Linked DNA regions of Mus musculus: regions 1 and 3 are each linked to region 2. A link is a contact called in public capture Hi-C and promoter capture Hi-C data. All regions are on one chromosome and are shown on one strand. Each heading gives the region's core, a stretch centred on a gene start, on an enhancer-like site or on the middle of the called end of the contact. The rest is flanking DNA. Distances are from core to core; before and after follow the strand shown.

What was found. Promoter capture Hi-C pulls out the DNA fragments that hold promoters and counts their contacts. Capture Hi-C pulls out chosen DNA fragments and counts their contacts.
Region 1: a capture Hi-C map of macrophages shows a contact between it and region 2, with 4 times the contacts expected there. The contact joins the promoter of Aldh2 here to the promoter of Arpc3 in region 2. A contact is called at or near these places in 1 of 115 datasets of contacts at active chromatin or transcription factors (stem cell-derived neural progenitor cells) and 1 of 9 other capture datasets (macrophages).
Region 3: a promoter capture Hi-C map of embryonic stem cells shows a contact between it and region 2, with 2.8 times the contacts expected there. The contact joins the enhancer-like site here to the promoter of Arpc3 in region 2. A contact is called at or near these places in 2 of 39 promoter capture datasets (embryonic stem cells and stem cell-derived epiblast-like cells) and 3 of 484 Hi-C or Micro-C datasets (B cells, the G1E-ER4 cell line and embryonic stem cells).

Annotation. Positions count from the first base shown.
Region 1 is chr5:121,590,792-121,595,559 of GRCm38.p6, reverse strand. It overlaps Aldh2 (aldehyde dehydrogenase 2, mitochondrial), which reads left to right and starts at 1,736. Exons shown (of 13, transcript NM_009656.4): 1 at 1,736-2,198. The coding sequence starts at 2,079.
Region 2 is chr5:122,390,613-122,395,160 of GRCm38.p6, reverse strand. Arpc3 (actin related protein 2/3 complex, subunit 3) reads right to left here and starts at 3,283. Exons shown (of 7, transcript NM_019824.4): 1 at 3,164-3,283. The coding sequence starts at 3,169. It overlaps Gm32853 (a long non-coding RNA gene), which reads left to right and starts at 1,850. Exons shown (of 4, transcript XR_387695.4): 1 at 1,850-2,622; 2 at 4,165-4,279.
Region 3 is chr5:123,056,209-123,060,608 of GRCm38.p6, reverse strand. No RefSeq gene overlaps it. Among named protein-coding and RNA genes, the nearest start is that of Morn3, 11 kb to the right of the region's middle. Within about 2 kb of position 2,533, at least 361 of the 459 cell types and tissues checked have an H3K27ac peak or open chromatin away from gene starts, as enhancers often do. A contact at or near this core is called in B cells, the G1E-ER4 cell line, embryonic stem cells and 1 more, where this site is marked.

The DNA of each region.
Region 1 (4,768 bases), core at 487-2,986, 800 kb after region 2:
TCAGGCACACCAGAAGAGGGCATCAGATGGTTCTGAGCCACCATGTAGTTGCTGAAAATTGAACTGGGGACCCCTGGAAAAGCAGTCGGTGCTCTTAACAGCTGAGCCATCTCTTCAGCCCGAAAGTAGACTTTCAACACATTCTTGATTTGTGATACTTCCAACCTGAGAAGAGTTAAAGGCCACACCCAATCATAAATGGAGGAGGAGCCTGTATATAGCACTATCAGTATTTAATTAGGAAATGTCCCATGACTTAGTGGCTCTACAAACCGGGGCATTATTTGTAGTCCCCCAAGATTGGAAGCCACCTAAATGTCACCCATAGAAAATTCTTTAAATGGTAATGGGCCTGTAGTCAATGAGACAGCAAGTAGCCCTTTTACAAACAGTGAATGGGGACACCTTCCTGCAGGAAATGGGTGTGGAGATTCACGATCCACATTTGGCAAGGCAAAATGGTTTACTTCTGCACAAGGGCGAATTGCCACGCAGAACAAGCAAACACACCCAGAGGGCCCCTGCAGGTGAAACTTTTGAAGGGATATATATATATACATATATATATGTATGTATGTATATATTGATGGCTAGCCGGAACTCATATGTAGACCACCAGGCTGGCCTCGAGCTTTCTAGAGATTTGCTTGCTTCTACTTCCTGAATGCTAGGGCTGGAGAAATGGCTCAGAGGTTAAGAGCACTGACTGCTTTTCAAAAGGTCCTGAGTTCAAATCTCAGCAACCACATGGTGGCTCACAACCATCAGTAATGAGATCTGACATCCTCTGTGTGTCTGAAGAAAGCTACAGTGTTCTTAGATATATAATAAATAAATCTTTAGACTGAAGCCAGCGGGGCCGACCTGAGCAAGCAAGCAGAAGTCCTGAATTCAAATTCCCAGCAACCACATGATCGCTCACAACCATCAGTACAGCTACAGTGTACTCATAAACATAAAATAAATACTTCCTGAATGCTGAGATTAAAGACCCAGACCCATTTTTCTGCTGTTTTTCTTTTTTAATTCTGAAAACAAAGGGGTCCTGTGTGTCTCTCTGAGCCAAGCTTTCATTCTGACCTGATTGACTAATACAGAGCTGCACAGTCTCCAGGGAGATATGAAATTCGAGCATATCTTTTGGATTTCTGTATGTGCAGACCCCCGGGGGGAATCTGGAAGTCTGCTCAGTGGCTCCTTTTTAATTTCTCCCAACAGCGTTCTCAGTTTCCCAGATTCCTTTGCACCTACGGTGGGTCATGTGACCAGCCTGTGAGGTCCTTAAATGCTTTTTTCCTCATGTTTTGTGCTAACGGTGCGGAGTCCGGAACAACTTCAGCTGTCCGGTGCTAAAATGAGAGGCACACGAGGAAACGCGCCCAGACACCTTGTCTGGTCACTGGCTATTACAGCGCGGGTGACAATATCCTTCGAGTCACCAAAGCAGGGCGATGCTCATACACAGCAGTCTCCTCCTTCTGGGTGCTTCAGAAACAGGCTGGGCCTCAGCTTCCAAGGGCTCCACCCAGTTTGGGGCTCCTGGGTTTCAAAACACTTCTCTTTGCACTACCCAGAAGCCCCTGCCAAGATTCTCACCATCTCCTTAGCCTAGTGATGCGTTCACCTGGTTGAAAGGCACACAAGTGACCAGGCGTCCACGTCTCTTTCTAGCCAATGACGTCCTGCACCTCAAGTGCCCAGTCCCAGGCTGTTCATGGAATAACCGCATTCATGAATTCTCTTCGCCGCCATATCTGCACAGATGTGAGCCTTAGGCGCCAGCCACCCTGCTAGGAGCGCACACCACTCTGGCTAGGCTTTCTCAGGGTTCTGCAAACTCCATCTCTGACTTGGCTTTGGGAGCCAGGGGTCGCGCCCCTTAGGCCGTGAGGGGCTGGGACTCCCTGACCACGCCCCCGTGTCTCCGCCTCCCATTGGCGGCTGCAGGGGGCGGAGGCGAGGACTTGTTCTTCAACGCTGCAGTCGCCCTCCGATCGGCAAGGCTTCTCTCGGCTCCGTTCGGCTCGGCTCGCCCATTTCAGTTCAGTTCGGGTCAGTTAAGCTCCGCTCAGTTCAGCATGCTGCGCGCCGCACTCACCACTGTCCGCCGCGGACCGCGCCTGAGCCGCCTGTTGTCCGCCGCCGCCACCAGCGCGGTGCCAGCCCCCAACCATCAGCCTGAGGTCTTCTGCAACCAGGTGAGACTCACTTCGCCTCCTCGGGCCCTAGGGCGGGACGGAGCGGGCGACGCGGCCTCAGTTTCCCCTCCGCGCCCAGCGATCTTTGCGCGCGTCTTCCCTTGCCCATGTGGCCGCAGTGTGTCGCCTCTCGGCCTGGGACAGTCCTGGGCCTCTTTACCCCGCATCGATGCAGCCTGCTCCTTCCCCGCGCGGTCCGGGTTCACCCAGGAAGGCCCAGCCGTCCCAGCTCCTCTCTGCGAGACCTCCCATACACCCCTACCCGATTCACGCAGACCTGAGCCAGAGTTCAGAAGCAAAAGCTGGGTCAGGACCCCTCTGTGGCCGCTCTTACCCAACCGGGACTTTGGAATGTTGTCTTAGCTTTTTGAGTTTTGGTAAAGTCTGGAATCACATGAAAGAACGTGGTTGTGAAGTATTCTTTTTGTTTGTGCAACAAGTGGGACTTGGCTGCCCTCTTCTGTAAAATGGGAAAGCAGTCAGGGCTGATATCTTGATGTGTTATTTTGAAAGAAGATCTCATTTTGTAGCCAAGGCTGGCCCGGAATTCTGTGTTCTTCCGTCAGCCACTCCCACCCCACTTTGGATTTGTGCAGGCCAGACACGCAGCTACCACCTCCGGTCTTCAGCTTTCTCTCTACTTTTTCTTTGAAACAGGATCTCACTAAGTTGTCCAGGCTGGCCTTGAACTTGTAATTCTCCTGCCCCAGGCTTCCCAGTGCTGGGCGACAGTGATCCCATGTCTCTTGATACTACAGGGCCTCGTGCACTTGGCACTTGGTGTGAGCTGCAGTCCGGGTTCCCCAAAAGTCCCCTCCCCCAACCTTTGTGCAGGGCAGCGTCCTAAACAATTCAGTCTTTAACCCATAAGCTTTAGAACTGGGAGTTTGATGCTATAACTATCCCCACTACACAGCTCAAGAGACTGAGGTCTGGTCAGGTTCCTAAAGAGCCAAGTTAAGGTGAAGTCTGGGTTCTTGTCTGGGATTCCAAAAGTAAGCCCTTAGCCAAAACATTCCATGGTCTCTTGCAACTCTGGGTAGGAGCAGTGGTCGGATCTCATGTTGAACGTGGACATCCTCCAGATGGACTGCTGACCACCGGTGTTGTAGCCTTAGCCTCTTGCTTTCTGCAGTATGTACTTCCAGGACCTGGCAGCCATTTACACATGCGCAGGACCTGTTTGAAAATGCCCATGAGGAGTGCTACAAGGAGTCAATCCAAGGGAAAACAAACAAACAAACAAACAAACAACCCATCTTTTGCATAATACAAGCTGTAAATTTCAGTAGCTGCTGGTTTTTTAACTGGCAGCTGATGCTGAAGCAATCAGTCAGGCTTGAAGGAGCTGAACTTCAAAAAGAGCCGGAATTGACTGCAAGAGGAAGCACCTGATCAATAGCTTTGTTCCTCTGGTTCATCAGGAGGCAGGGCACAAAGTATCAGGTCCAATGCGTGCTCTGGCTTGATTCAGTTGTGAGTGATCCGTGGGTGGGGGTGGGGGGTGTTAGAGTGACTCCCCTCCCCCATTGCTGCCTTTTTCGACATCACAAGGATAGTGCACGTTCATTACCGAAGTTTCATGGCACTGACCTATTGCACACATCACAAGAGCACTGTTAATGCGAGTGGCCTTGCTCTGTTCTTTGCTTTTATAAGTTTGTGTGGGAGACAGCATGCTGGCTACCTGCCACTCGGGTCCCTAAACACTCTGTCTCCGGAACACTGCTTATCTTTCTCAGCTTTTAAAGCTTTTTTTTGGAGAACACAAGCTCTCTGCCCTAAGCCAGGCAGCTCGTGGAGGGAACACTAGAAACCTCGGGGTGTTAAAAGTGTGGCATCATTGCAAACCCTGCTGCCAGGGATAGCAGGACTTGGAAGCAGTGGCTCTGGGTTCTGTGTGTTCCTGCATAATCTCTATGGCTGTCACTAGGGCCATTTGCCCCAAGGAGCAGCCAGTGTGGCCTTGAGGTGGCTTCCCTAGACTCTGGGCTTGCTAACAAGGGCACCTGCAGGGCCCAAGCATCCCAGTAGGTATGTTTTTTTTTAAGCTTCGTGGCCCCATCTGAATGTCCTCACCTTCTTGCCTAACCGAAGCAAGCTGAACGAGGTTTGGCTCATCTTTCTGGAGTCCTCTCGCCTTCTGTCCCAAGTGTGACCACAGGTTAGGTAAACTTCTTAGGTGGAAGATACTTTCTGCGACTTCAGCTTCCCTCAGAATGGATCCCTGAGTGTGGCTTCTGAAAGAAGCACATTTTACCCCTATGTGAATTTCAGATCTCAAGGCTTGAAATCCACCCAGTATCAGTGAAGTTAATTTTTTTAAAAGATTTATTTATTACATGTAAGTACACTGTAGCTGTCTTCAGACACACCAGAAGAGGGAGTCAGATCTCGTTACAGATGGTTGTGAGCCACCATGTGGTTGCTGGGATTTGAACTTGGACCTTCGGAAGAGCAGTCGGGTGCTCTTAACCACTGAGCCATCTCTCCAGCCCATCAGTGAAGTTAATTTTTACATTTAATTATTTTGTCGCTTTTAAAGTGTATAAAGATACCTCCGGCACCAC
Region 2 (4,548 bases), core at 2,034-4,533:
GACCTCAAGCTTACAAAGATCCGCCTGCCTGTGCCTCCTGGGATTGCATCCTTAGGCTAGACGTGCATTATGGAAGGATGCGCTTCCTCCAGTTCTGCACTCCGTGACATGATGCAAGCTGAAACACTCTACTACAGAGACCACACAAAACAGGTTTCCCACCCTCCAGCAAACCAGGACCCAAGGCCTGGCTTTGAAATCTGCCACTTCCTGTCCTTATGACCACAGGTCGATTCTTCCTGGAACCTGTTTCCCCACCCCCACCCCCTTCAACCACAACAGGTAGCCCAGGCTGGCCTCTCACTTACTATGCAGGTAGCCCAGGCTGGCCTCTCACTTACTATGCAGGTAGCCCAGGCTGGCCTCTCACTTACTATGCAGGTTAGCCCAGGCTGGCCTCTCACTTACTATGCAGGTTAGCCCAGGCTGGCCTCTCACTTACTTCACAGGGGACGATGACTTTGAACTTCTTACGCTCCTGCCTCTGTCTCCCATTGCTGGGATGATGGATCTAGATAACCACAGTACTGGCGAGTAAACCTAGTGCTTCAGACATGACAGGCGAATGCTCTACCAACTCAACTCTACTCCAGTTCCCACCAGTCTGCTTCTAAACTTATAAATGAGCAAGATACACCACACCTTTGGTGAGTGCGTATGAGCTAAAGGAGAGGGAACTGTGTGGATGAACAATCTCAAATGCTGGTCCTATGATTTCGAACTCAGAAATCTGCCTGCCTCTGCCTCCCAAGTGCTGAGATTAAATGTGCATGCTACCAACTGCTCAGCGTGATTTTTTTTTTAAAGATTAAAAAATATCTTATAGCCGGGCGTGGTGGCGCATGCCTTTAATCCCAGCACTCGGAGGCAGAGGCAGGTGGATTTCTGAGTTCGAGGCCAGCCTGGTCTACAGAGTGAGTTCCTGGACAGCCAGGGCTACACAGAGAAACCCTGTCTCAAAAAAACAAAAACAAAACAAAACAAAAAATATATTATGTGTGTGCACTATATCTGTGGACGGGTATTTCTGTGTGTATGCAGTACCCACAGAGTCCAGCAGATGGTGCTGGGGTCCCTGGAGCTGGACTTATAGGCAGCTGGCACCTGCTGGATGTGGATGCTGGGGACAAAACTCCAGTGCTCTTAAAGGGTAGTTTGAGAATGCTGGGAATTTCCCTCCATTAATGGTAAACAACCCTTCAAAAGCCAATATTCTATAAATCTGCCCCACCTACTAAAAACTTTCATGCCACATCATTTTTAGAAAACTGTATGCCTACATACTAGAAGAGGGCATCAGATCCGATTATAGGTAGTAAATTGCCCTGTGGGTGCTAGTAACTGAACTCAAGACCTCTGGAAGACAGTGTCATCCGGAGATGCGGGGGCTCATTTGGACAGTAACTCTGGGTCTTCACATATACTAACTATAGGAATCATGAATCTTCCAAAGCCAAACACGGTGATGCCGGACGGGCTTGTCATCCTGGCTACCTAGGAGGCTGAGGCAGGAGGATCACAACTACAAGGCCAGTCTGGGCAATTTTATAAGACCCCTTTTCAAAAGTAAAAAAGATGGGGGAATACTGCTCAGTGGTAGAGCATCTATGTAGCATGCCATGAGGCCCTGGGGTCAATTCCCCACTGCTACTCAAACACATGCACACTGTTCAAAGTTAGGCTTGCTCTCCTACTCATTATAAATAAGCCTTATTTATGCCAGCCTCTTGCCCACATCCCCGGGTCCCCTGTTCTCCCAATCCCTGTCACCAGGTACTGGTTTTTGTTTTTAGTTTTATTTTGCACATGACCATGCATGTGTACATGTGTGTGTGTGTGTGTGTGTGTGTGTGTGTAGTGTTCATGTTCACGTGTGTGCATATGTGTGCATGTAGGTATGTATGCTCATATCCACAGGTGGAGGCCATAGGTCTGTTTCTTAACTGCTTTCCACTTTATTTTTGAGACAAGGAGCCTCAGGGAACTCTACACATCCCCAGCTCCGAAACTGCAGACACGCTTTGCATGCCCTCCCCCCGCCCCTTCTGTTTTACTTGGGTGCTAAGCATCCAGACTCAGGTCCTCTCATTTGTACCACTGAGACACCTCCTCAGCCCCTACTATCTCTCTCTATATATATATTTATTTCCTGTGACATCGTCTTTCATTGAACCCAGAACTTGCTTATTTTTGGCTGGGCTGGCTGGCCAATAAGCCAGAAGATCTGCCTGTCCTTTGCCTCCCCAGAGCTGGGGTCACAGGCATGAGCTGCTGTACCTTGTGACCCCACCTCCTGCATGCAAGCCTCTTTTTTTTTTTTTTTCTTCCCCCATTTCTTGGGAGACAGGCTTTGCAGTTCTGTAGCCCAGGATGGCCTAGAACTCACTACATAGTCCACATTGGCCTGAACTTTGCCATCCTCCTGCCTCGGTATTGGGATGAGCGATAACTGAGCGATAGGGGTAGGCTAACTGCCATCTATCTGTTTTCGTCACAGCAGTTGTTAAGATAGGAAACTACTTCCTATGTGCATTTGCATGGTTACTGTCTACCCGTTAAACTGTGAGCTCCTTGAGTGGCCCTTAGTCGCTGCTGTCAACAATGCTGGCTTCACAGCGAGAGGTCAGTAACACTGGTTCAGTGTGGGTGCACGCTATTCAAGCGTCCCTTCGCTAAGCTGCAATCGGCATCAATTTCCTCCCACTCGGATGCACACGAAAAAGGAAACCAGCGCTGGCTCGGTGGTGGTCAGGGAGTCGGGTGGGAGTCAGAGCAGGGAGACGGAGGAAGGGGTCCATCAGGGAAGTGAGGTCTGACAGGTGACTAGGTAGCAGGCCGATCCCACTCCCTGGGGTGGAGGAGGAAGTGGAAATGACAAGGGGGAAATTTAAAAAAAAAAAAAAAAAAAAGGAGAAGCTGGACCTTAGACTTAAAAATAAATTAAAAGCCAGCCATCGTTCTTAGGTTCGAGGCTCTAGGGTGGGATCTGGGAACACGGCAGGGTTAGGGGGGAAGCGGCGGGGCAGGCGAGCCGGTGTTGGAGGCAAAGGCTGGAGATCAGGGCGGACGCTTCCTCTCTCCCCGGCCTTATGACACAGATCTCCTGCCACCCCTCGGACCCTCGCCCCGCTCGGCTCCCCGCCCCTGGGGCTCGAATGCTTACCGGCATCTTGACGGTGTCCGGATTCGATCCAGAGAAGCCGAACTCAGAAAGCGTTTCCGACGACCGAGCCTGGGTGGAGTGGGCGGAAGTAAGCCGGAAGAGGCGGGCGGAAGGAATAAACGCACTTCCGGTGACTTGCTCCGGCTGCGCTGACCGCAAGTGACGCCAGGGGGCGCGTCAGCGTGAGGCGATGACCGTGGCGCATGCATAAAGCACGTTCAGAATAAAAGGCTGGATTTTGAAATTGAAGACTCCCTCGCAAGTGGTTAATAATCAGCTCCCGGTTTTGTTTTTTGGGTTTTTTTTCTCATTTCCCGGCTTCAGCTTCAAATCCAGTACCACTCAGTCGCCTGATTTACCCTTCTGCTATGTCTAGTTTTTTACTTTTTTTTTTTTTTTTTTGGTTTTTCGAGACAGGGTTTCTCTGTGTAGCCCTGGCTGTCCTGGAACTCACTCTGTAGACCAGGCTGGCCTCTAACTCAGAAATCCGCCTGCCTCTGCCTCCCGAGTGCCGGGATTAAAGGCGTGCGCCACCACACCTGGCTTAGTTTTGTACTTTTACCACAATGCAAGGTGGGGGACATCAGTTCTCACTTTCCACCGTGATACTCTCGGAACCAACACAGTCTTCAGAAACACCTACACCCTGAGCCGTCTTGGCGGCCAATATTTTTTATTTTTCAATTTTTTCTTTGCTAAGAGTCGCATGAAGTCCAGGCTGGCATATACATATAAATGAATATGAACTGATCTGCACCCACTTGTGTTCAGGAATTACAGATATGTGCCCATCACTCCTGTTATTTTTATTTATTTTTCTTGCTTAGTTTTATGATGCCGACGGTGGTGTCTATCTTCCTTGTCATGTTAAGACAGTCAGGGACCACCACAGGGGTAAAGGAAAGAAAAGTCCTGAGCCTACCCCTTTGACCTGTCTGTCACCCACTAAATGTGTATATCATTTCTACTCTTTCAACAAGGTATGGTGTATGTCTTCCCAGATCATGGCAAGGACTAAGTGGTCATGAAAACCAAGCATATTATAAGGGCCTGAGTGATGCCACATGTCTGAGGGGATGACTACAAACCCACCACTGACACCCATCATATATGTATGTAAGTATGTATTTTGCCTCTCTGGGTAGCCCTGGCTAGTCTGAAACTTGCTTTGTAGACCAGGCTGGCCTTGAACTCTTGAGATCCACCTGCCTTGCCTCCCAAGTACTGAGACTGAGGGGATATGTAACCACCATACCCAGCCAACCACTTTTTGTTTTTGGACAAGGTATTAACTATGTAGCCCAGGCTGGTCTCTACAATGTCTGGCTTATACTCCCTGTTCTTTGTATGACTGCTGAGGAGCCAGGTCCTGGGGTTGAATCCTA
Region 3 (4,400 bases), core at 1,284-3,783, 670 kb before region 2:
ATCCCAGCCTCCTGCTCTAATTACCTTCCAAAAACACCGTTACATTTGGGCTAGCAGTTTTTAAAAACATCCAAGTGTATTTTCCTGAAAGCTGCCGGGTGGACTAATTTGCACTAGAGTGGAGAAGGACCACTTGCCAGACGAAAAGCACTTGGAAGTCTTGAGGGAACACAGGCCTCTTAGCTCCGGCCCCTGTGTTTGACAACAGGGCAAACACCATCACCAGTACATTTCCCACACACCTTCCTGTGAACAGCCGCTAGCTGTTTACAATACATTCCACGCACGCGCTCCTTTGCTTAATCCCTGTAGCTGGCCCGCCAGGTCGGAGTGATATCTGTGTATTTTTAGCACGATGAAAGTAACTGGCAAAGCATAGCAGCTGTCCAGTGGCTGCTCAGGTCAGCTGCACTGCAATGTTGTGGCATGTACACAAGTTTATTTTCTTTTTCTCTCCTTCTCCCTGGCCCCCCCCCTCCCCCCCCCGCCTCCGGGTTGTAGATCATTTCTCTTTAACACACTTTTGCTAGCAACCTGAAATACAATCTTCCTGCACGGGAAATTCTATTTCTCTTGCTTGTTTTTGAGACAGGCTCTTGTAGATGCCAGTGGAGACCAGAAGAGGGCACTAGATCCCTTGAAACAGGAGTTACAGGTAGCTGTAAATGGCCGGAGGTGGATGCTAGGACCTAAACCCAGGACCTCTGCAAGACAGTCCTATACCTGCTGAGCCATCTCTCCAGCCTTTCATTTAGTTATCTTATATTAAGATCTGAATCTTTGTGTCCCCCCAACATTTTACAACCCTAGATCCTTCAAGGTTGTAGTAGTATAATGTAGGCAGCCTTTGGGAGATTAAAAAACAATATCTACTTCATAATTTGTCAGGGTCCAGGGCAAAATATAAGTGAGCAAGTCCATGAAACCAGTCTGTCCCACGTATTCTACTACAAAGTGGATTTTTTGGATACATTTAAGAGCTTCCTTTTCAATTATTTTTCTGTGCTATTCTTGAAGTTTATTCTCTTGGCCTAACACTCTTATAAACCCCTCTTCCTCAAGGCATATATAACTGAGGGAGACGGGACCTGAGCAACTTCTTCAGGGAGTCCAAGAATCCCTACCCTTCCAGCGTTTTAGAACAGTGATTAGGAGTCATACCTCTCATCAGCCTCAAGAGATTCTGGCCCAAGAATGTACCATTTCAAGACTTTCTTGGGGAGTTGGGGTGGAGAGGAGGCTCAGCGGGTAAGAGGAGATCCGCCACCAGGCCCAAGGCTCTGAGTTCAAACACTGAGACTTGCATGTTGGAAAGAGAGAGCTCTGTAGACTTGTGTACTGAATGTCACGCTCATACCACTACATGGGTGCAACTTACACATGCACACAGACACGGATGAATAAATCGTAAACCCGTAAATAATCTTCCTTAGAGAGTTTTACTAACTTCTCCCTTTTGAAGTAGGCGATTTTGGTCTAACAGTCGCTTCCTGCCTCATTCCCTACCACCCCTCAATGTTCAGGAACACACATGGTCTCTCACCCTCCACTTTGGTCCTAATCTCCTCTTCTGGCATCTAGACTTCCTCTCCCCAAGTCCAGCACGACTGTATTGACTGGACAGTCTCTGAAGTGCACAGACGTCACCCAGCAGATGTCAAGGTGCTCCCACAGCTACCTCCAAGACTGCCTCTACATCTGAACCACGTGACCTTCCCACAAGAACCCTTTAAGAACTGGGGCTGAACTACAGGCTTCTTGGTGTCCCCAGCCATCAGAACAGTCTTCATATATTGAACACTATCCGCTTTCCATACTTGTTTATGGAAACAAATGAACCAACCACCTTCAGGACACAAAAGCCACACATAATTCTATGCAGACTTCTTTGCTAGCCTTTATGCAATAAATCTGCCTAACAGACAAGAACCACTTACTAATAATTCTTGGTAATCTCTCCGAACACTCGGAGGCATCCGAAGTGAGTTCTGCTTTGAGCCCTGGCCTCTCAGCTCCCTGTGTAGCTGAGGATCTTGAACTCCCGAGTGATTCTCCTCCCTCTGAGCCCGAGCTACCGTGCATGATTCCTAAAATGCTTCGTGATGTTTCAAGCATTCTTAAAAAAAAAGGCTAAGAAATGATTAGGGATAAATCCAAAACTAAACTTTTCCGCCTGAGAATCCTGGCGTTCGGGAAGCTGAAGGAAGAAGATTGGGGTTCGAGGCCTGCCTGGACTGATACATTGTACTAGTCCCAGAAACACAAAATTGAAAGAAAAAACAGTTCCTTCACGTAGACATGGGTAATTATGTAAGAATCTTTAAATTAGAAAAATAATTTCTGTGTCCACAGTCCAGTCTTCACGTGACTAGGAAGGGCGGCACTGGAGGAGTCACGAACCCTAGCCGCACACTCAGGCTCGCCCTCCGTCGGTTCCGCGTGGAAGCGCGATTCCCACCCCCATCTCCCACTCACTTCCGCGAAGAGTACCCAGAGCGCAGGCGCAACCTCGGGCCCGCCTTTCAGAGACCTCCCAGACGCGTGTTGGTGATTGCGCATGTGCAGAGGGGCTAGGACGGGTAATTCCGCGGGAGCAGGTAGGTCTCGAGAACTCCCGCGACTGGCTCCTCCCACCTAAAAAAAAATTAAGCCGGCGGGGCTCCTTCGCCGTGCGCACGCGCACTGCGTGCAGGAAGATCGCGTGTGTGAAGCGAGCCTAACGCATGCGCATTTAAAGCCCCCCGAAATTCATGACGTCAGCCACACCATCCTGTTTGTAGCCCCGTTCCCCACAATCCCGCTTTTAAAGAGCTAGAATCTAGTTCTGATTGTGGTTTTGACTTATAATTTTATTTTATTGTTATTTAAAAATTCACTATGATTCTTGGTAGAAATGTAAGTTCGCATAGTGTGGTTGGCTAAATACAACAAAATGTTTTGTTTAATATTTTTGTGTATGACTGTTTTGGGGGTGTGTTCCTTGTGCCAGGGGAATCCAGAAGAGGGAGTCAGAGCACCTGGAACTGGAGTAACAGACGGTTGTTGCCTGCCATGTGGGTGCTGGGAACAGAACCCAGGTTGTCTGGAAGAGCAGCCAATGCTCTAACCACTGAGCTGTAGATATAAGGGTCGATTCTTCCTCCCGGTCCCGTGTTCCCAGAAATAAGACTCAGACTCAAAACAGATTTCCAAATACCTTGGCCATAGAGCTAGGCTCTTCTCTGACTAGAATCATAACTTATGATAACCCACTAATTTTAATCTATATTCTGCCCCATGGCTGGTTACCTGTGCTCAGGTTCCATGCATCCTCCCAGGTGGACCTCGTGCCTGGCTCTATCCCAGAATTCTTTCTCTCTCCCAGATGTCCTACCTCCTATTTCCTGCCTAAGCCATAAGCCATCAGATTTAACTATTGACAGGTGCCACAACCATACAGTAACAGCTCTCTCCACTGAGCGGTCTCCTCAGCTTTTGGGTGGTGGTTGTTGTCGTTGTTGTTGCTTGCTTGCTTGCTTTCTTTCTTTCTTTCTTTCTTTCTTTCTTTCTTTCTTTTTTCTTTTTTCTTTTTTTTTTTGTCTTTTGAGGTAGGGTTTCCCCTGAAGGCCAGGGTGTCCTTGAATTTATACTTCTGCCTTGTTTTCCCAAGTGCTAAACTTACCACCATGCTTGGTGTAAAATGCTTTTTTAAATTGAGTACTTAGGGGGCTGGAGAGATGGCCCAGTGGTTAAGAGCACTGACTGCTCTTCCAGAGGTCCTGAGTTCAAATCCCAGCAACCACAAGGTGGCTCACAACCATCTGTAATGGGATCCAATGCCCTCTTCTGGGATATGTCTGAAGCCAGCTGTAGTGTACTCATCTAAATAAAAATAAATACATCTTTAAAATTAAGTAATACTTAAAATTAAGTATTTAGGGCTGGAAAGATGGCCCAGTGGTTAATAGTACTAGCTGCTCTTCCCAGAAACCTTCAGTCTGACTCCCAGTACTCACACATGGTAAAATCACAAGGATCAGTACTCCTGCAAATCTGATGCCCTCTCCTTGCCTCCAGTAGCACCACGCATGCATAGGTGCATAGACATGCCACCCATACACAATAATAGTAATAACTATTATTATTATCATTAATGTATTTATTAATACACAATAATAGTAATAACTATTATTATTATCATTAATGTATTTATTAAAGTCCTATTGAGTATACTAGGTCAGGATTAACATCTCCTGTGTGCTTTAATACATTTTTCTTTATTCAAGTCTGTACTGGGCTGACAAAATGGCTCAGCAGGTAAAGGTGAATGCCTTCATGATGAGGCCGATCCCTGTAACCCACAGAAAAGGAGAGAAGAGACTCTCACAAACTGTCCTCTGACCTCCATGTGTATATGAGTG